Regions from separate parts of the Mus musculus genome. Here regions 1, 2, 3, 4, 5 and 7 are each linked to region 6. The links are chromatin contacts, called in public Hi-C, HiChIP or PLAC-seq and promoter capture Hi-C maps. All regions are on one chromosome and are shown on one strand. Each heading gives the region's core, a stretch centred on a gene start, on an enhancer-like site or on the middle of the called end of the contact. The rest is flanking DNA. Distances are from core to core; before and after follow the strand shown. Region 1 has its middle 49 kb from the start of Slc4a3. Region 2 has its middle 31 kb from the start of Gm32622. Region 3 holds the start of Stk11ip (serine/threonine kinase 11 interacting protein). Region 4 holds the start of Slc4a3 (solute carrier family 4 (anion exchanger), member 3). Region 5 has its middle 150 kb from the start of Slc4a3. Region 6 holds the start of Epha4 (Eph receptor A4). Region 7 has its middle 91 kb from the start of Gm32622.

Region 1 (2,700 bases), core at 6-2,505, 1.9 Mb before region 6:
CACCTTCAGGGACAAGGTAGCGGGTGGCAAAGGAAGAGACATCTGCATTTAAATCACTTTTACTTTTTATTGAGAACCTCTCTCATGTGAGAAAAGCTCACACAGTCACTTTCCACGGTCGCTGCTTTGCCATCATTTTCAACACTCCGAGGACAAGATGAGATTAGATGGAGGGACGGGGCCGCGCTAAGATGAGCATCAAGGACTGGATTTAAATCCAATTCTCCAGGCGAGCTTCTTATTACAGGACTTGAGGCAAGAGCCTCTGTGGCCTAATCCAAGGTTTCTCTAACAGCTGGGTCACTGGCAATGTCACTGCTGCTTTTATTCTGGGGATATCAAGGGGATAGTAAGAGAGCTTGCTCAAACTAATTCTGAATTCCCACAATCGCTTGCCTCCGAGGCGCCCAATAGACACTCCTGCCAGCGAGCCTTCCCTGGTCACCTGAGACCTGAAATAAAAATGGTTTAACCCTTCGTGATGGTTAGACAGGGCATGTACCCGGATCTTTCCACTCCATCAGAGTGAATTTCAAATGGAAGATCTCAGGGATCAAAAGAAAGGCACAGGTTTAATTATCTCGCAGCGGCCACACCCACTCAGCCTGCCTAGTGTGTCCCCGCCTGGTCGGGAGAGCGAGGCACATCGACTGGGTACATAGCACACGGAGAGGAGACAGGGGTGGGGGTGGAGTTGGTTTGGTGAGCTGCTGTGACCAAGGCCTTGGGGGATCAGGGAGGGCAATGATTCCTAAGCTGACCTGAGAGCCATTGTCATTCACATTTGCTGTGGCTATTGCAAGGTAGTAATGGCTAAGTGATGTTGTTTATCTTTTTTATTTTTGTACTGCTGGGCATGAACCAAGGGCCTCACATAGGGCGGGCAAACACTTTACCTCCGGATTGCATCCTTAGTCTAGAGATGCCATTTAAACTAAAGTCACGACTTCTAAATAGAACTCTGGGGCCAGTGAGATGGCTCAGGAGGTAAGTAAAGAAGCTTGCTGCCAAGCCTCGCAGCTAGAGTTCCATGCCTGGGTCCCGGAAGGTGTGAGGAGAGAACCAATTTCTGCAAGCTGTTATCTGACACTAACATGTGTTGTGTACCGTGATATCCCCATGCCCACCACACAATTTAAAAAAAAAAACAAACAAACAAGAAAAAAAAGAAAATCATTTTTATTTTATCAGTGTCTGTGTATGTGAGTCTGATCCCCTGGAGGCGGAGTTACAGGCATCTTCGAGCTTCCTGATACAGGCGCTGGGAACCACCCTCAGGTCCTTGCCAAGGGCAGTGTGTGCTCTCAACTGCTGTGTCATCTCTTTAGCCCTAATTTTTTTTTTTAAAGCAGAACTCTGCTCATGGGTTTTAGGAAAACTTCTGTTGCCCTGATAAAAGAGGAGAAGCAGCTGGCTCTGCACTCCTTTCCTCTACCCGGAAAGAAAATGCGATGCCGGCGGGTGTGGCAGCCATATTGCAACCGTGAGGCCGGAGAGCAGGATCAAGGGAGGCATCTGCTGGGAGTGTAGATGTTTCTGCTCACAGCATCTTGAACTGTGACCAACTGCCTGCACTGGGTGAGGTGAACGATGTTCACAACAAGAAGCATAAAGTGGATGTGATCCTGATAGGTTGGTGACAAGGGACAAAAGCAGCTTAGGGCCCATGGCCAGCCATTCCTCAAGGCTTAAGAGAGCTGTGGAGTCCCTCACTTGTAGCACAGCCTGGGACCCCAGCAGTCACCCTGCCCTGGGCTCATACTCCTGGGACTTCTGGTGTTCAATGGGCAAAGTGCCAAGGGTATCCGTCTTCTGGACAAATATGAGAGGCCAGCCTGCCAGGGATGCTCCTTTCTAACTAAAGGAGTCACATTTCTGAGCAGAGATGGGAGCAAGGCTCCAGGTTGTTTCTGGCGGGTGCCCTGCCTCCACATTACACCCCAAAACATTCTACAGTTATTTTGAGAATTACATGTGCAAAGGGGAGGTGGGGAGAGACTGGGTCAGTTAAGGCTATCTGGGGACTGTCCAGCACAGACGTGCCTTTGACAAAGACTACTGAAAAGACACCATGAACGTCATCGTTGCGCCTCCAATGATAGCCGGAAGCTGCCTGCCTTGGGATTTCTGATCATGGAGAAAAAGAAACACCTATTTACCTAAGTGACCACAGGTTACTGGTTTTTTTTTTCCCCCTGTACCTTGCATTTCAATGCTGTCCTTATGGAAACAAGGCACATTTCTACATGTCCTGGGGGAGATGGGTGCTCCAGGGGAGGGGTCTGGGGAAGTGTCTTGTGCTCAGGGGTAGGGTGAGAGGGTGGAGGTATGGCATTTACACTGGGACATGGAGAGATCCGAATTATGTAGGGGGGGGGGCGGAGAAGGGGAAGGGAGCTTCCCAGGTGATGTAAGGTGACTGACCGTGTGAGTCAAGGGGAGGCAAGGGACGGGTGAGCCGCTTTCTGGTTTAAGTGACTCCAGACACTCAGGGTTTCTCGTTGTCTTGAGTGTGTGCACAGGCTAGGATTTTAACCACCCCCCGCCACTCCCAGTCTTAATTTGGAAATGGGTTTAAAGTCCCATTTTTGGGATTCCCCACATATGACCTATGGAGCTATTTGTATGCTGCTGTTTGGGACACTTGCCCTGGCTTCACACAGTGCTCTGCACTCAACCTCTGGCTCCAGGGCCCCCTGG
Region 2 (2,700 bases), core at 74-2,573, 1.6 Mb before region 6:
GTAGCAGAGGATGGCCTTGTCTGGCATCAAAGGAGGGAGGTGTGGCAGGAGTGGGTGGGTGGGTGGGGGAGCACCCAGTAGAGGCAGGGGGGAAGGGGTGTGAAATGGGGAATTCTCAGAGAGGAAACTGGGGAGGGGGATAACATTTGAAATGTAAATAAACAAAGTAACCAATAAAAAATTTTTAAAAAAGACAAGAAAAACAGGATTATATATCGTTTACTTAAACCTACCATATTTGGTAAGGGAACAGAAAAAAAAAAAAAACCCTCAGATAGGAAGTAGGAAAGCAAGCAAGCCCTTTTCTTGTTCTCTATGATTAACAGAGGAACAACAAAGTCATTGTCAGTGCCACTGGTACGCAGAAGGGCTTTCTGCTGGTCATGGCAGGGGTTTGAAGAATTCTCTGAACAGGAGTTGGTGCTGTGTGGAAGATTTACTGTTTCATTTTAGGATTTAATTATGCAATATGGTAACATGTTAACTCAAGAGATCTGAGTGGGTGAAACCAATTTCGAGCAAAGGGAGAAATGGTTAGAAGAGATGGGACTTATGCTGCGGCCTAGAGCATCTGAGAACACGGGGAGATGCTGCGGCCTAGAGCATCTCAGAACATGACGAGATGCTTTGCTTATGGACTCAATTGAGGAGATGTCCTACCTATGAGCCAAGGCAGAGGGTCTAGTGAGGCTTGCCTTTATAATATATTATTCGAACTGGAGAGGTGGCTCAGCAGTTGACAGTGGCTACTGCTCTTGTAGAGGACCAATGTTTAGTTTCTATCTAATGTCCTTTTCTGGCCTCCACTCTTGTGCATATTCCTTATAAAGACAGACAGACAGACAGACAGACAGACAGACACACACACACTTTTTAAAAATCTAAGAAAAATATTAAGGAGAAATGTGACATTATTAACACAATTTATGCAGATAAATATCACAGCCCAATTGTGACATGCTCCTTTATTTCTGAATTGCGAATGTAAGTATGAACACAGCGAGCTCACGCCTTGGGCTTTCTTTACCCATGAGTCTGCTGTGTGGTTATAGCAGCAACAGGAACTGTGAGTCCAGCTCCAGCTCACTGGGCTGCTGTGGGGTGTTCACACCATTTCCATGAGCCACCCTTCCTTAAATGTAGGAGAAGGATGTCGCCTCAGAGGCTCCCTCTGGCTCGCTGTCTGGCCCCTTGTTAATGTGCTTTGCAACACAGGCAGCTTTTTTGTGAGGTGGGAAGATTTGCTTTCATGTGGTCAGTCCATCCTAACTAGCCCACAGGCAGCGGGGATCTGGAGCTGTCCTATTCTCTGCGGTACCCTAATGAGCAATAGCAAATTGGGACTGTTGAATCTTTCAGGCAAGTCTTCTTCCCCGGTGATATGTCCTGAGATTGCACATTACAGAAAGAAAGATGTGTTTTCATGGACTCCATGCTATAAAATATTTATGCCCTGCCTTTGGTTATATAAAGTCTTTTGCTGTGTAGGTCATCTTCTCAGCAAAATGATCCAGTATGCACACAGCCTCTTAAAGTCCCTGTGGATCTTCAGGGCAGGCGAACAGACAGCCCTACAGAACGAGACCCTGTCAGGGTTGATGTCTGAATAGCAATGGATCATGCATGACTTAACCCTAAAAGAAGATTTGGCATGAATAGAATTTCTAAGATATATAATTAACTCTTTTATATTAATGAGAAATATAGCCTCCAACCCTGGGAGCTGTCTCAGGATACAGTCTAACGAATTTTAACTCTTTCCTCTCTCTGCTGTTCAAAGCTGTCAAGGTGTCTGTTCACTTCCTTTGTTGTGTCTTCCCTCTTCTTTGGGAACAGTTAGTTATCTTGCTTTTTGGGTCCCTATAGTCTTCTTGCCACTCTCCTGGAGCCTGTAGAAATATATAATAAGATCTCTGCCCACAATAGACTGACCATTTAATTAAACAGTAAAGAGACATACTCGAGAGGTAAGTAAAGATAGCAGCGTATAATGAGATCTGTACTGCATGCAGTGTAGCAGAATTCTAACTTAGGTGATGTACATAGTGCAAATGGTTCCAACTACAAAGAAGGATGAATGCAACTGGAAATGCTCAAGAAAGACTCTCTTTGGGCAGGTGAGATATTTGCTGGTCCATTAGGGATGGGCAAGATTTGAGGAAAATAGAGAAGAATTCATTTGCTTCACTGGGTGAAACAGTTTACCAACTCATAGAAGTTATGGAAAACTCTCAGAGCTCTAATGGCTACAATGGAATAAGTTGAGCTGCAGCAACAAACAAACCCAAACATTTGTGGCTTAAATAGGACAACTTATTCTTCACCTGAGCTGCAAATTCATTAGTTCAGGATTCTGTTCCATATTGTCCTCCATCAATGATGCAGACCAGCAAAGCCACCAAGCACTTGGTCTCCATCACTGTGGTGGGGGAAGAGAAGGGAAAAATCCCAAGTTGATTTTTACAGGGTTCAGAGTAGATGTGGCATGTGGTAGATACTTCTTGTATTTAGTGGGCCACAGCAAATGGCATTTGTCTTCTTAACCACAAGGAAAAGTGTGGTGCTCTCCCATGTTCAAGGAACAATAGGAAACAATTGGAATAGCTCTAAAACTGGGGTCTGAATGTGTCCCCCCAAATTTCTGTACAGAAAACCAGCCCCTAGTGGTACCACTAACTGGTGGGGCATTTGAGGGAGTAG
Region 3 (2,700 bases), core at 12-2,511, 2.0 Mb before region 6:
CCTTCCACCACCTCTAAAACTGACTGACTCCAACTCTACTCTTTAGATTTTTCATTAAAAGCAAACACTTGCATGTATGAATGTTTTGCCTGAATGCCTCTACACCATGCATGTGCTGTGCCCATGGAGATGAGAAGAGATTGTACAACCACCTGGAACTGGAGTTACAGATGGCTGTGGGCCGCCATGTGGGTACTGGGACTTGAACCCATGTCCTCTGGAAGCCTAGCCAGTGCTCTAATTCACTGAGCCATCTCTTCAGTCCTACACTTCATGTTTAACTTTCTTGTGTTAGAAAGGATTGTTTCATAAAAGACATTCCCCTCCCAAGCCTAGCTAGTCACTCCATCCTAAGAAATGTTTTCATAATGTAGACCAGAAGTTGATGTCAACTGCCAGACCAAGAGCCAGGGTAAAAACTACAGTGGTGCTGGGTGGTGGTGGCGGCGCACGCCTTTAATCCCAGCACTTGGGAGGCAGAGGCAGCCTGGTTTACAGAGTTTCAGGGCAGCCAGGGCTACACAGAGAAACCCTATCTTGAAAAAAAAAAAAAAAGCTACAGTGCCAATTTGGAAGTAGAAAACTCAACAGTCTTGCTTTTGTTAATTATTGATATATTTTATTTTCAAATTTAGGAAAACCACTTTTAGTTAGGTGTACTGAGCTGTAAATACAGTTAAAAACAAAACAAAACAAATACAGGTTCAGGTCATTACCAGTGACTAATTTTTGTTTTTGAGATAGGATCCCACTATGCAGCCCTGGCTAGCCTGGAACTCACTATTTAGAGCTGGCTGGTCTTGAACTCACTGAGACCCTCCTGCCTCTGCTTCCAGAGCTCTGAAATCAGAGACCAGGGACCAATTTGAGAGTGTGCTAAACCCTAAGGAAAAATAAGTCTAGAGACTGAGGACTATGACAGCAAAGGGGGTTTGAGAGTGGCATCCCTGCCAGCCTTAGCCCTTCTGGCTGATATAAAAGAACTTCGCAAGGACAGGACAGCTATGTAACTGGAAGATCAGTATTTGTTTTGGATGAGTTCTTTTCCTTCTAATACAAGATCCCATTTCTCCAAGCTCTGCTTCCCCGCCCAGTCTGCAAACAAGAGTCAGGTTTCTCTCTCTGCCGAAGGGGCCACCCAGAGCCGAGCTAGACCTGGGGCCCCGTTAGGGGCTTAATCCCGGCTAGTTCCGTCCTACTGACACATCGGCTCGCCCAGGGCGTGGCTTCCGGTAGCGAAGGCATGCTTTCCGGTAGGTCCTTTGCCTTCCGGGGCGGGACTTCCTGCCCTAAAAGAGCCCGGCTGCCAAAGTGATTGGAGTGCGAATTACGCGGGCCCATGGGCTCCCGAGGCCCAATGCTTTTTGGAAAAGGGGTCAGAGAGATCGTTCTTTTTAGCTGATGCTTACTTTTTACATTGCGCGACGCCTCCATTTGCACGAAAGCTCTGGGCTTTTGTTGCCCACCTGAGGCTCTTCCGCTTCCCCTTTCCCCAGGCTCCGCCCCCAGCGTCCCGTGGCTATGACGACCGCTCCGCGGGATTCAGTAGTGTGGAAGCTGGCGGGACTTTTGCGGGAGTCGGGTGAGTGGACTTCTGGCTTATTTGGTTGGGAGTTCTAGGTGTGTTCGATACTGTCCAGAAACGCCGGGAATCACCGAGTCATTGCCGGCGGGGTCACGAGGTGCCGGCGTCTTCTGGGTGTGTTCCTTGTGACGCGTTGTTTACAGTCATGCCTTTGACAGTCTAAACTCTATCCATCTCTCATAGCACTTAACTCTCCAGAGGAAAGGGATCATTAATAGATTAAACACTTGCAGACAAGAACATAATCACTTGTACCGAAAGCCAAGTATAAGCACCTTAGACACCAGAGATTTGGAGACCCACATAGGTTAGTCCCAACCCTCTATCAGACTTGGATAAGTTTTTAGACCCTCAGTATTCTTCTCAGATAGGTTAGCATAGGGATTGTATTGAACGCAAAAGATAGCGGGATTTTAGTTAGCTTATTTAGTGCAGTGCATGCATGCATAATAAGTGTTCAAAAGATAGTGTTACTATAGTTGCTGCCCCAGTGCCTGGGCATGGCAAAGATCACTGTGTTGTTTGGTTTTTGTTTTTTTTTTTGTTTTGTTTTGTTTTTTTGTTTTGTTTTTTTTTTTTTTTTGAGACAGGGTTTCTCTGTGTAGTCCTGGCTGTCCTGGAACTCACTTTGTAGACCAGGCTGGCCTCGAACTCAGAAATCCGCCTGCCTCTGCCTCCCAAGTGCTGGGATTAAAGGCATGTGCCACCACGCCTGGCACTATGTTGTTTGTTATGTGGTTGCCATCATCAGCTAAATGATCACAATCATGATTCTTTGAGAGCTGGGGATATAGTTCAGTAGCAGAGCATATGTTTAGCATGTACAAAACTTTGACTTATAATCCCTAGCATCCTCCCCACACACACAGAAAGGAGAGATTCTTCTTTGAGCCCCGGCTTTCCTATCTGTAAGGTGGGGTTAATGGATGTCTTTAGGAGATAAGGATGAGATCTAGATGAAGCAGCTGTCATTTGGAATGTGTGACCTCGATGGCATTAGTGCTCCATATCTATATACTCCCACCATGGCATCCTTGGAGTCTCTTGATGGCAGTTCATTTTCTGGTTTGTGTTAATAATTACTCCCATGCTGTGCCTTTTCTAGACTTCCAGGG
Region 4 (2,700 bases), core at 177-2,676, 2.0 Mb before region 6:
TGGTTAGTGTAAATTGTCAACGTGATGACATCTAGAATCACCTCAGAGGTGGGCCATGCCTATCTGGGATTCTCTGGATTGATATGGATAAACTGGCTTTTTGTTTGTTCCGTTGATAGGGTTTTGTTGTTGTTTTTTGAGACAGGGTTTTAATATGTAGCGCTGGCTGGCTGGAACTCAGTGTGTAGACCAGGTTTTGCCTTGAACCCCTAGAGACTACTCAGCCTTTTTCGTTTGTTTTTGTTTTTCGAGACAGGGTTTCTCTGTGTAGCCCTGGCTGTCCTGGAACTCACTCTGTAGACCAGGCTGGCCTCGAACTCAGAAATCCGCCTGCCTCTGCCTCCAAAGTGTGGATATTAAAGGCGTGTGCCACCACTGCCAGGCTCTCAGCCTTTTAAGCGATGGAATTAAAGCCGGGTACCTCCATGCCCAGCTCTCAGAAGATCCATCTTAGTTGTGGCAGGATCATTTCTCTGGCCTGGGGATCCTGAACTGTTTGAACTGATTGTAGATGGGATGCGACCAGCTGCTTCAAGCAATCCCCAGGGCTCTGTGTGTACACTCTTCCCTTGGGTAGGGCTGAGATCTCGCAGCGCAGGGGTCAGAGCAGCTTCTACTTTGTACATGCTTCTCTCCCCTCCTTCCCACCCCACCTTCTGCTGACCCCCAGTTCTTCTCCCTTTGTTTGTTCTAAGGTGTAGGGGTCTGGCTTAAACGGACTGTCATTCAGGGCTTTTATGAGCATGGGTTATTCTAGATGCCCAGTTTCAGAGACTCAGAGAACACTGGGGGTGGGGGGTGGGGGTGTCCAGGTGCCCTTTGCGAACATCTCTCTGACCTTGGAAAGTGAGATAGGTCCTCCACGGTTGGAGGAGCAGGGGCGGGATTCGGGTGGAGGAACAGTGAGAGCTTAGCCACAGGATTTTAGAGTGGTTGGCCCAATTGGAATGCCCCTGTTTCAGCTGCCTCTGGCTACTGATGGGTAGATAATGTGCCAAGGTCAAATGGTGGGTGGCGCCCAGCGCCAGAAGCCAGCCTTTGAAGGGCATCAGTTGAGCTGAGGCTGGAGGTGTTGAGGGCAATGGCTTTCAGGGGTCTCTGATCTCGTGTCCAAGCTGGAGAGGCTTGTATGTGCGAAGAGGGTCTCCTCCAGGGCTCCTGAGGGAAAGGGAGGGGTGGCTAAAAGCAAGGTGGAGGAGTGTGTTTGAGGGATTGTGGGAATTTAGGGCCGTGCACCCGCCCCTCCTCCCCCCCCCCCGCAATGCGTGGGGCGCCTGGAGAGGGGTCTTGCGGGCAGGTGGGATCCTGCGGGGACCCGAGCGCGGGGCCCACGCTGGCCTGGTCGGGGTAAGTCAGGGATCGTCCACTCCCATTGTGCGGCCGGGCGGCGGCGGGCTGGCACAGCCGAGCGCTAGGAGGTGGAGCCGTGGACTGCAGGCTCCGGCGCCTGCGTCCGCCTGGCCGGGCTCTGCGCGGCGAGAGGCCGGACGGGAACCCGGCAGCCGCGCCCCGGAGCTTGCGGGGAGGGACATGGGGCGCGGCGGCTCTCCCAAGCCCCGCAGGTTCCGGAGCCCGGAGGTACTTAAGGGCAAGGCGTGGGCGCCGGGCCGGGTAGGGACAGCGGACTAACATGGACCGGGTTGGGCCTCGGAAGGGAGAGCGGGCTGGGCACCGGGATGGAGCACCCCGGAGGGGGCCCACCAGCGCAATTTCTGACCCCGCCCTCCTTCCTCAAGGCTCCCCAAGAGGTCTCTGCAGCGCCCCCTTCTTCTCACCCAGGGTTTGGGTCCCATAGTGATTGAGAGACTCCTAAGTCTTCAGTCTTCAGCCCTGCCATGGCTAATGGGGTGATCCCGCCGCCCGGGGGCGCCTCCCCCCTACCCCAGGTGACTGATGCGTGGGGGTGGGGTGGGGGAGGAGGGGCAGGATGGGCGGGGTGTCCTCTGGATGACCCTGGGACCACCAGATCCAGATGTAGAGCTGTATTGGTAGTGTAGAGGAATAGGGGGTCTTCGGTATTTCATGCACTTGTGGCTGGTGCTCCCACAACCTGGGGGGAAGCCCTCAGAGGGTGTTTTGGGGATGTTGATGCAGGCAAGGGTGAAGGTGTTGGGAAGGCCCTTGAAGTATGGAGTTGGGGTTGGGTGGGGAGTGTTCATGAACTAGGGGTCCTTAGGAGAGGCTATCTGGCCTGCAGGTCCGGGTGCCCTTGGAGGAGCCCCCTCTGGGTCCAGATGTAGAAGAGGAAGATGATGACTTGGGCAAGACCTTGGCTGTGAGCAGGTTTGGGGACCTCATCAGCAAGACCCCGGCCTGGGACCCCGAGAAGCCTAGCCGCAGCTACAGCGAGCGGGACTTTGAGTGTGGGTAGCCTGGGGACCCCTAGCACCCCAGCCTTCACCACCATCACCTTCATCGCCACCATTACTGCGCTCACCTCCGGCTTGATCACTCAGTGTCATCCTGTGCTGGACGCTGTGCTGGGCCACCATGCCATGTTAAGTCATCCTGCCTCTCATACCATCATCACCTTGTTCACCTGTCAGGGGAGATGTAGGGGAGATGCGCCTGAGGTCTCTCTCAGTGACCTTCATCGTGCACTGGGTCCCACTCACCCTCTGCCCCACTGTGTTTCCTGATGTGTCTTCCCTCAGCTTCTCTCTTTCTTCGGTACCACATCTCCCGACTCCCCTTTGCGAC
Region 5 (2,700 bases), core at 53-2,552, 1.8 Mb before region 6:
GCATCCACGTGAAATAAACCAGACACAGGAAGACAAATACCACATGTTCTCACTTGTATGTGGAATCTAAAACAGTTAAACTCAGAGGAGCAGGGAGCAGGGGGTGTGGGACGGGAGGCGGGAAGGAGAGAGCTGACAGTCAAAGGCTGGGAATAAGTTTTATTTTGAGTTGGATTCCACAGATGGGCAAATACAGTTAGCTAGATCATTGCACCTTTCAGTACTGCTAGTTGAGTAAATTTCAACCGTTGCTTATCACAAACTGTAATAAGCACTTGAAGTGGTGGATACTTAATTATCAATTTAATTATCCCACATTGTATTCCTATATTGTGACACTTTATGTCCCATAAATATATATAATTATAATTTGTCATTCTATAATAAAAATAAAAAATCGGAGGTAGAGACACCTGGGGAACTGAGGCAGGAGGGTTGTAAGTTTAATGTTCACTTGGCTGACATACAAGACCCTATCTCAAAAGTATATTTATAAGCATACACACACACATGCACCCCACACACACACACACAAGTACACGCACGAGCCATGGTGGTGGTGGGTGGGGATGAAGGCTTTGGCAGTGATGCTGGGTGAGAAACCAGAAGCCCCGCACCTGGTCTGACTCACCAGAACACTGCCAGAGAATAATTCACAGCATTATTCTATGCTACAGTTGTTCCATCTGGATAATGGGAACATGTGGACCTGTCATGTCCTTCCCCCAACTCCCAGTGTTGTCACAGTGGGCACATGTCCCCAGAGGCATTTTGAAAGCCCTTGTGTGCTGTGCACAAGTGAAGCTTAGTTTTCAAATCCACAGACTCTGCAGGCTAGAGCAATGCCCCCTTTCTGGTAATTATTCAGTAATTATTCACATAAGAAGGATTTCATTGTTATGCTTCATGTATTTGTCTCAGCTGATGGCCTTTTAATAGTGGCATTGAGTTTGTGTACAGAAAGGTTATTCATTTTAAGATTTCTGGGCCTTAATTGTTATTTGTTTTGCTTGGTTTCAGCGTGCTATAAATTAGTGATATCGACAGAGCATATTTGTCTTGGCACCGTGGTGCATTGTCTGTGGCGAGCACTGTTTGGCCTGGCACCGGCCTGGATTTCCCCATCTGTTTCTGATGTTTACATTGTTAAAGATCCGATAGACACACAGGACATGGTCACATGCAGAGAGGGAACTTTTTTCCACTCCAGTGCATCAAACAAGGTCTGGGCCTGTAATAAGCACAGCCCTAAATTACACTTGAGCTTGCTAGTGGCCGGACCTAAGCCCAGCCCCAGCCATGAGACTGATTGCTCAGCCCTGGGGATATTCACTCTCAGGAACGCTTCTGGCTGGCCCCACAGCTCAGTCTCCACAAACTCGCTTTGTTTTTTTTTTTTTTTTTGCCTTGTGTTTGCCAAGGGGGAACGGCACAGAGAGCATGCCAAGAGGCTTTCCAGACATCTGAGGACAGTGACAAGGTGTGGCGTGAATCCCCAAGGAATCTTGGGGTTATGTCCTTGCGTGCAGGGACCTGTGAGGGGCAGTGTTTTCTGTCAGCTCTGCTTCTGTAAGCCCTAGCTTTCTTGGGATGCCGAGGGAAAAGATGTTTCTGCAGATGGCTTGGTTCTAACTCCCAAGCAACTCCTGTCATGTAGTCATCCCAAGTCTGTTAAAGTGAGTGTCCACATCACCTTCTAAGAAGGAGATCTGGAATTTCTATCATCACACCTGAGGCCATTGAGGCAGGAGGAGGAGGTAGGTATGGCTTGGGCCTGGAAGGGCATTTGGAGCCTTAGCAAGTTCTGACCAGTGAGAGTGTCTTGAAAACACAGTGCATGGTACCTGAGTTGTCCTCTGGTTCCCAGTTGCATGTGTGTACCTGATCCATGCACCCTCCCTGACAGGCCCCACACATGCATCACCCTTATCCATCCCCTTGCAAAATGGAGCCATATTTGTAGTGCTAGCTTCCTGTCTGGGCGACAGGATAGCCAATTGTGTGGAATGATAGACTGCTGCTATCATACAAGTGTCTTTTTGGTGCCCACAGAAAAATGTTTCAACCCTATTCCAGGCCAGTTGACTTTCTTAAACCCTTCCTCTCTCCAACTGATTCTCCATATTGCAGTTAAGACAAGCTTCCTAGAACGTTTGTGGAAGGCTGACGTATATAAGAGATTCATTAGGGGTTTTGTTCTTGCTGGGGTTTCTCTAAAACTCCAACCCCATGTGCGTATTCGAAGAAATAGCTGGAATTTTTAGGTGAGGGTCCAGTGAATCTCTCAACCCCCTTCTTCTATGAGGGAATGTCAGAAATCAACAGATATAGCTTGGATGGAGGTTAGCTGAGTGGGAATGCTATCTCTGTAGTGATGGGAAACCACCATCTGAACTGAGTGGACACCGTCTGGTGCTTTGGTATCGCTGAGTCTGCCTGTAACCCATGCTCTTGTGAGTAAGACTGACTGGTTTCCCAAGGTGAAATTCATCTGAAGGAGACTATGGCTTGCCACCTAGGCCTTATGAGGAGGTTGTGGACATTGTTTACGTTTTCCCAGGGAGGGAATTCAGACAACACTGCTTCTCACCTTGTCTTCTACCATTGCCAACACCCTTGGTCCACTTGTTCTTTATTCTCTCTCCTGTGAGAATTCTCACTCCATATTGAAGCTATAGTGATCTTGAATTCAAGTCTGTG
Region 6 (2,700 bases), core at 172-2,671:
CAGAAAAAATGATAGTGGATTGCACAGGAATAGCTAGATGGACTGATGCCTGGGGAGACGGAGGCTGGCTGGCTGGATGGATAGATAGATGGATGTACGGAGTGGGAAGAATCGATGAGACAGATGCACAGCTAATGCGCGCAGGTTGGAACACGAACACAGGCCGGAGCCCACGTTCACACACTGTGCGCACTCGCTTACCCGGCACAAAACGTCCAGGTTCCTGCAGACACCCGCGCCAGGCACACATTTGCCCTCAAACACACACACACACACACACACACACACACACACACACACACACACACACACACGAGAGGAGGGGGAGAGAGACAGACAGAGATAGAGAGACAGGGACACATAAGGACAGAAATAGACACAGAGAGTGTTCCTTTCCCCCTAGGCCCATCACAAACTAAATGGTCACCACCTCTCCCCTCACCTCGGACAGAAAAACAGACAAACAATCCTTCCAGAACGTCGCAATAGACAAACAGAAAACGGCACACGAATGGGTCCCGTCGGTCATGCCTGTCCTTCTAGACTAGTCCAGTACCCCATACTGGAGAGAGAAGCTTACAGTGGGGTATGTTTAATTCGCTGACTGGTCCCCTAGTTTTGCTGGATGAGCTAAGGATCTGGGGTAGGGGAGAGGTAGGCCTGAGATTGCAACCTCCAGGGTGCGCGGCCCGATGGAGAAAAAGGTGTCTGAGGCCCGGTGCTAGAAATCAGGTCACCGGCGCCCGACAAGCGGCGCCACCACCGCTGCGCGCTCCGGAGACCAAGCAGCCGGGTCCCGGGAAGCGCTGCGCTGGGAAAACTTTGCAAAAACCCGGGCTCGCAAGGCTTGGACAAGAGGCCGGGCGCTCTGCGCTCTACGTTTGGGTTTCCCTTCTCGCCTGTGCTGCTGATGTAGAGGACTTTGCTCACACGTTTTTTTGTTTTGTTTTCAAATCCCGGTGTATCCCCTCGGGGCGCCTTGAGCCGGCCCTGCAGGCGGATGCTGATAAACTTTGGCCTTTCGCTACAAACTTGGGCAGAGTGGCAGCTTGCATCGGTCACCCTTCTCAGTTCAGACAGCCTGATCCTCCTCAGTCCCCACTTAAGAGGATCCCCTCTGTTCGGCACTCTTCTCCGGAGTGGGAACGCGAGGCTCATGCCGCGCTCTCCACCCCCCGCCCCCCACCCTAACTGGTTCTGAGCTCCAGAAGACCATTCATCAGTGAATCACCCCCTCCGGGTCCCGGACCGCATAAGGGCTGCCGGGCTCTTACCTTCATTCGCGGGGTATACCCTAGAACCGGTGACAGCGTCGCAAATTCCAAAGAGAAACGAAAAGAGGATGAAATAGAAAATCCCAGCCATGGTTCGCCGGTGCCAACGCTGCTCCTGCCGCTTCTATCCCAGTGGAATAAATGCTTAAGTTAGGAGTGCAGCAGTCTGAAGACATTGCCAAGAGGGTGGGACCGGCCCGTGACGTACACCCGCCAGTCCAGAGCTCGTGACCAATAGCAGTGCAGAACCAGCGCCACGTCCCCACCCCCACGGTGCAGAGCCCACCCCCGAGGTCCCGCCCCCTCCAGCCTCCGCAGGGCTCAAGGTCTCCCGAGGCTGGCTTCCCAGCAGTGATGGGTCTGTGCCCCCACGAGAGGCCCCAGACCTTGTCTCGATCCTTGGGGATCGATCCCTTGGACGGCAGAGGGAACTTCGAGAGACTCCGAAAGGACGGTGGGGAAGGCCAGAAAACGTTGGCATTCCCCGCCCGGCCCCAAGTCCGGAGGTGTGCGAGGGAGAAAAGACTCCTGTTGAGATGAAATAAGTCTGAAGTTGACCTGCACCTTGGCTCTTGCCCCTTGCCGAGGTCGTCGGGTCTCTGTACTGTCCACCCCAGCTAAGGTCGGGCGCTCTCTGCTGCACGCAGCCACCCTCACTGCCAGGTTTTGTGTCTTTATGGCGTTCCTCCGTGGGAAATGCTTTGGGCTGGGGGACTTTCGTAGCTTGATAATTCCTTTCCTTCTTAGTTACCTAGCCAGGGGGACCCAGTCATCTCCCCAGCAGCAGAGCGCGGTCACTTGTCCCCAATCTTCCTAACGTTTGGAAGTGATCCCTGGCCAGGTCCGGGTGTTCACATCGACCGAGCCCACTACGGGACTATGAAGGGAGAAATCACCTCGCGACAGCCCTAGCTACCGGGAACTCACTGTGCTTTCCAGGGAGTGTCCCTGGAACCACTTCTAGCCATTCCTGGACACTTAGGTGTAGAAGGGGAAGGTTGTAAGAATGCGAGCACCTGCTGCACAGAAGGGACAGACAGAGGGTCGCAAGCTGCCTGGAGCAGCTACTGTGGCTCTGAACTCCGAAGTCTCCCCGGTACTGATGGGGACAGTCTCCCAGGGGACCAAAATGAGAGGCTCTACCCGCAGAAACTTGTCCCACAACCCCGCGTTGTTCTGGGTGCCAACCATCGACTTCCCAGGGACGCAGACACCATCCGGTCCTCCGATGCTCAGGCCACCGGGGAAGCCAATTTGAGCGCCAACCGCAGCTCAGCTAGCTACCAAGGGACCCGCCCCAGTTGAAACTGGGTGGCTGGTCCCCAGGCGTTTGAAGGGGTGGGATTCCAAAAGATCCACCTTCCGTGCTCGCCTCAAGCTGCCCCTCCTTTGGCTCCCTCCCGGGCCAGATTTTCCTCCTCCAAGT
Region 7 (2,700 bases), core at 63-2,562, 1.7 Mb before region 6:
AAGGAGATAGCAGTTTTCAGAACCTTTGGACCCAACCACCTCAATTAACCGGCAAGGACTTCTTCCTGGCTGGGCCAGTTCTCAGAAGCCTATCATTTTATTCATCTTCCCTTGGTCCCTAAGAGGGCTTGAACTGTGGGATTTTCTGAGTCTGCGAAGGCCTCACAGTTTCTGTCTAAATTGTTTTATCTTATTGGACTGCTAAGAGGAACAACAACAAAACAAAAACCCAAATCCACAACAACCCAGAGCCCTTCCTTATTCTTCCCAGGCTCCATGAGCATACGCAGAGGATTCTGGGAAAGGTGGAACCTGAAAACCCTCCAGACATGCTTTTTTGGAAGACGCTTTAGAAACGGAGCTTAGAAGGGGGTTTTGTCGAGCCCTGATCATGCCAGCAGATTCTCTTTCGGTAATTAAAGACGGAAACCGACCTCCCAAGAACTGCAGTTAGCAGCTGTATCGGGTCAGAGGACCCCAGGAAGGGATCGGGGTTGTTTATTCATCTACTAGCATCTCTTTCCCAATAAAACCCCAGTGTTCTGTCTTAAGCATGTCACCCTACCACGAAAGCCAGGTCTGTTGGTTATTTATTTATGTAAGATGCTCAGCCTGTTTGGAAATTAAACACTTTCTTAGATTTCATCTCCTCAGGCCGATGGCAGACCCTCTGGGGGTGATCCTAAGAGGGATACAATGATAAAAGCCTTCACTGGGTAGCGCAATGGGAAAAAGCCAGGATGAATTAGCTTGCTGTGACATGGCTAACATCATCACATTTATATATGTTTCATTAAGCAGGGGCTTGACAGCTTTATGAGGAAACAGTGGGGTTTGCAATGGAGGAAGGCCCTGTAACCCTGCCAAAGCTGATCCCGGCCTGTGCCATGCGTGCTCTTTAATAGAATAATATTTGTGCAGTGAAAATGTCATTTTAAATGACTGGTTTGATAATCCCTTAAGCTTTTAAATGATCTGCAAAGTCTGGAAATTCTACTCCAGTGTTTAAAATTGACGGGAACATTAATGAACGCAAACATTAAAGGATGGTGCCCAGCTTTGTTTCCCGAGACAGACATCCATGGCGGGAGTCTTTTCCTTTTGTCTCCTTGCACCCTGACATTGAAGCAGCTGTAGCGAGTCTTCACTGCAGGAAGGTTTTGCAGGAAGGAGAGCTCAGCCCAGGATGGGGCCAAGAGTTCCTGTGGGTTGCTAGCTTGAAGTTCCTTCATGCAGAGTAGGGAAAGCATCAGCTCTGGGAGGATTGGTGGTGGAAGGGAAGCCGCTCAGTGCAGAGCAATTAGCAGAGGGCATGCCTCTCTCCAGCTGCTGCCTCCTGAGTGGGTCCCACCCGGTGAGCAACGAGGAGGGAGGAGTTAGGCTCTCACTGGGGCCCACAGACCCTCCACTCACACTCTGCATCCCTGGCAGATAAAAAGCTTTCCCTTTTCCCCAGGTGTGCGAAACTGAGAGAGCCTTCTTTCTCTCAGGAACTCCCCGCTTCTTTCAGCACCTCTCAATAGTCGAGAAGAGCTGGCATAGAGATTGTCTTCTCATGAATTGTACAGCATAATACAAGGGTTGCCCAGGGACATACCTAGACCCTTGCCCTTTTGTACAAATAAAGTTTTATTGGAACACAATTATGCCCATTGGTTTACTGTCTGTGGCTGGTTTTTAGAGGTAGTGTTGGAGCTGAATTGTAAGAGATACCAGACGATAGGGCTCAGATGTACCATTTGCCATCTGTTTTGTTTTGTTTTGTTTTGTTTTGTTTTGTTTTTTTACAGTCTGAAGACCCCTGCCTCAGGACATGGATGAAAAAGAGGTAGAATCCTTGTCTTGGGTTTAGGTCTGCTAGCTCCTCTGAGTCTCTGGGCAAGTCACTTATACCTCCGTGCTTTGGTAAAATTAGGGTCACATTTCTGACTTGTCCATTCCATGCCAATGCTGAGAGGCCTGAATGGCTAACCGTAAGGAAATGTGGTACACTTGAGTTATGCTACATCAGAGGCTGGCTGTCATGTGGCCATGGAACCTAGCCAGAGTTTCTTGATTTCCTTAGGGCTGTCTCATCATCTGTGAAACAGGCCTCAGATCATAGGATCAGTGCTTCTGGAATGTTAATGTGTACATCAGTTCCAGGCGGGAAAGGGATTGGCTTGGCAGGGTTGGGGAAGCTGGGAAGGGTGTTGGTGTGTGTGTGTGTGTGTGTGTGTGTGTTCTGATGTTGGAGAGTTCAAGGTTGGGGGCTGCAGTTCTGCATTCAAATGTTCTTCTTTCACATTTAGTTACTTATTTGCATGGCACATAAGTCATGACATATGTGACGATGGCAGAGCACAACTCATGTGAGTTTGGTTTTCTCTGTCTACCACATGGGTCCCAGGGGTCAAACTCTTGTCATAGCTGTTGACAAAGACCTTGACCCACTGAGCCATCTTGCCACACCCAAGTCTGCATTCTTAAGAGGTCTTTTGAGATGGTGATAATCCTGCATTAGCTTACTGGTCAAGGGTCTCTAGGGAGACCATACTCAATAGGATGCAGGAGAAAGAGGTTTCCTCAAGGCATTGGTTTTCTCACTTGAGGAGGCTGCCAGTCTCACCCTCTGTAGGATGCCCAACAGTGTGGATACCCAGTTTCCATTTAAATCCAAAGTTAACTGTTATAGGTTTCCCCTCCTCTCTGCACAAGTCA

What was found. Promoter capture Hi-C pulls out the DNA fragments that hold promoters and counts their contacts. A called contact is a pair of places that touch in the nucleus more often than the background predicts. HiChIP or PLAC-seq counts read pairs in DNA pulled down with a chosen protein or histone mark. Capture Hi-C pulls out chosen DNA fragments and counts their contacts.
Region 1: a contact with region 6 is called in an H3K27ac HiChIP or PLAC-seq map of embryonic stem cells, with 7 times the contacts expected there. The contact joins the enhancer-like site here to the promoter of Epha4 in region 6. A contact is called at or near these places in 2 of 39 promoter capture datasets (cranial neural crest and hippocampal neurons), 1 of 484 Hi-C or Micro-C datasets (embryonic stem cells), 8 of 115 datasets of contacts at active chromatin or transcription factors (astrocytes, embryonic hindbrain, embryonic midbrain and 4 more) and 1 of 9 other capture datasets (embryonic stem cells).
Region 2: a Hi-C map of embryonic cerebral cortex shows a contact between it and region 6, with 3 times the contacts expected there. The contact joins the enhancer-like site here to the promoter of Epha4 in region 6. A contact is called at or near these places in 4 of 39 promoter capture datasets (cranial neural crest, hippocampal neurons, liver and 1 more), 5 of 484 Hi-C or Micro-C datasets (adipose-derived mesenchymal stem cells, dorsal root ganglion neurons, embryonic cerebral cortex and 2 more) and 8 of 115 datasets of contacts at active chromatin or transcription factors (craniofacial prominence, differentiating embryonic stem cells, embryonic basal ganglia and 4 more).
Region 3: a promoter capture Hi-C map of adipose tissue shows a contact between it and region 6, with 6 times the contacts expected there. The contact joins the promoter of Stk11ip here to the promoter of Epha4 in region 6. A contact is called at or near these places in 1 of 39 promoter capture datasets (hippocampal neurons), 5 of 115 datasets of contacts at active chromatin or transcription factors (embryonic forebrain, embryonic stem cells, extraembryonic endoderm stem cells and 1 more) and 1 of 9 other capture datasets (adipose tissue).
Region 4: a contact with region 6 is called in a promoter capture Hi-C map of embryonic stem cells, with 4 times the contacts expected there. The contact joins the promoter of Slc4a3 here to the promoter of Epha4 in region 6. A contact is called at or near these places in 8 of 39 promoter capture datasets (cranial neural crest, embryonic stem cells, frontonasal cranial neural crest and 4 more), 1 of 484 Hi-C or Micro-C datasets (palatal mesenchyme), 6 of 115 datasets of contacts at active chromatin or transcription factors (astrocytes, embryonic forebrain, embryonic midbrain and 3 more) and 2 of 9 other capture datasets (adipose tissue and liver).
Region 5: a contact with region 6 is called in an H3K4me3 HiChIP or PLAC-seq map of embryonic limb bud, with 25 times the contacts expected there. The contact joins the enhancer-like site here to the promoter of Epha4 in region 6. A contact is called at or near these places in 4 of 39 promoter capture datasets (the SN4741 cell line, hippocampal neurons, liver and 1 more), 1 of 484 Hi-C or Micro-C datasets (cortical neurons), 11 of 115 datasets of contacts at active chromatin or transcription factors (VIP interneurons, astrocytes, embryonic limb bud and 5 more) and 1 of 9 other capture datasets (embryonic stem cells).
Region 7: an H3K4me3 HiChIP or PLAC-seq map of embryonic forebrain shows a contact between it and region 6, with 12 times the contacts expected there. The contact joins the enhancer-like site here to the promoter of Epha4 in region 6. A contact is called at or near these places in 4 of 39 promoter capture datasets (cranial neural crest, frontonasal cranial neural crest, hippocampal neurons and 1 more), 1 of 484 Hi-C or Micro-C datasets (muscle stem cells), 8 of 115 datasets of contacts at active chromatin or transcription factors (craniofacial prominence, embryonic forebrain, embryonic hindbrain and 4 more) and 2 of 9 other capture datasets (embryonic stem cells and embryonic tail).

Annotation. Positions count from the first base shown.
Region 1 is chr1:75,594,401-75,597,100 of GRCm38.p6, forward strand. No RefSeq gene overlaps it. Among named protein-coding and RNA genes, the nearest start is that of Slc4a3, 49 kb to the left of the region's middle. Within about 2 kb of position 1,256, at least 6 of the 459 cell types and tissues checked have an H3K27ac peak or open chromatin away from gene starts, as enhancers often do. A contact at or near this core is called in embryonic stem cells, where this site is marked.
Region 2 is chr1:75,904,693-75,907,392 of GRCm38.p6, forward strand. No RefSeq gene overlaps it. Among named protein-coding and RNA genes, the nearest start is that of Gm32622, 31 kb to the right of the region's middle. Within about 2 kb of position 1,324, at least 4 of the 459 cell types and tissues checked have an H3K27ac peak or open chromatin away from gene starts, as enhancers often do. A contact at or near this core is called in embryonic cerebral cortex, where this site is marked.
Region 3 is chr1:75,520,268-75,522,967 of GRCm38.p6, forward strand. Stk11ip (serine/threonine kinase 11 interacting protein) reads left to right here and starts at 1,262. Exons shown (of 25, transcript NM_027886.3): 1 at 1,262-1,375; 2 at 1,497-1,582. The coding sequence starts at 1,522.
Region 4 is chr1:75,545,036-75,547,735 of GRCm38.p6, forward strand. It overlaps Slc4a3 (solute carrier family 4 (anion exchanger), member 3), which reads left to right and starts at 1,427. Exons shown (of 23, transcript NM_001357150.1): 1 at 1,427-1,578; 2 at 1,737-1,886; 3 at 2,198-2,363. The coding sequence starts at 1,836.
Region 5 is chr1:75,692,204-75,694,903 of GRCm38.p6, forward strand. No RefSeq gene overlaps it. Among named protein-coding and RNA genes, the nearest start is that of Slc4a3, 150 kb to the left of the region's middle. Within about 2 kb of position 1,303, at least 45 of the 459 cell types and tissues checked have an H3K27ac peak or open chromatin away from gene starts, as enhancers often do. A contact at or near this core is called in cortical neurons, embryonic limb bud and forebrain, where this site is marked.
Region 6 is chr1:77,513,667-77,516,366 of GRCm38.p6, forward strand. It overlaps Epha4 (Eph receptor A4), which reads right to left and starts at 1,422. Exons shown (of 18, transcript NM_007936.3): 1 at 1,275-1,422. The coding sequence starts at 1,365.
Region 7 is chr1:75,843,914-75,846,613 of GRCm38.p6, forward strand. No RefSeq gene overlaps it. Among named protein-coding and RNA genes, the nearest start is that of Gm32622, 91 kb to the right of the region's middle. Within about 2 kb of position 1,313, at least 22 of the 459 cell types and tissues checked have an H3K27ac peak or open chromatin away from gene starts, as enhancers often do.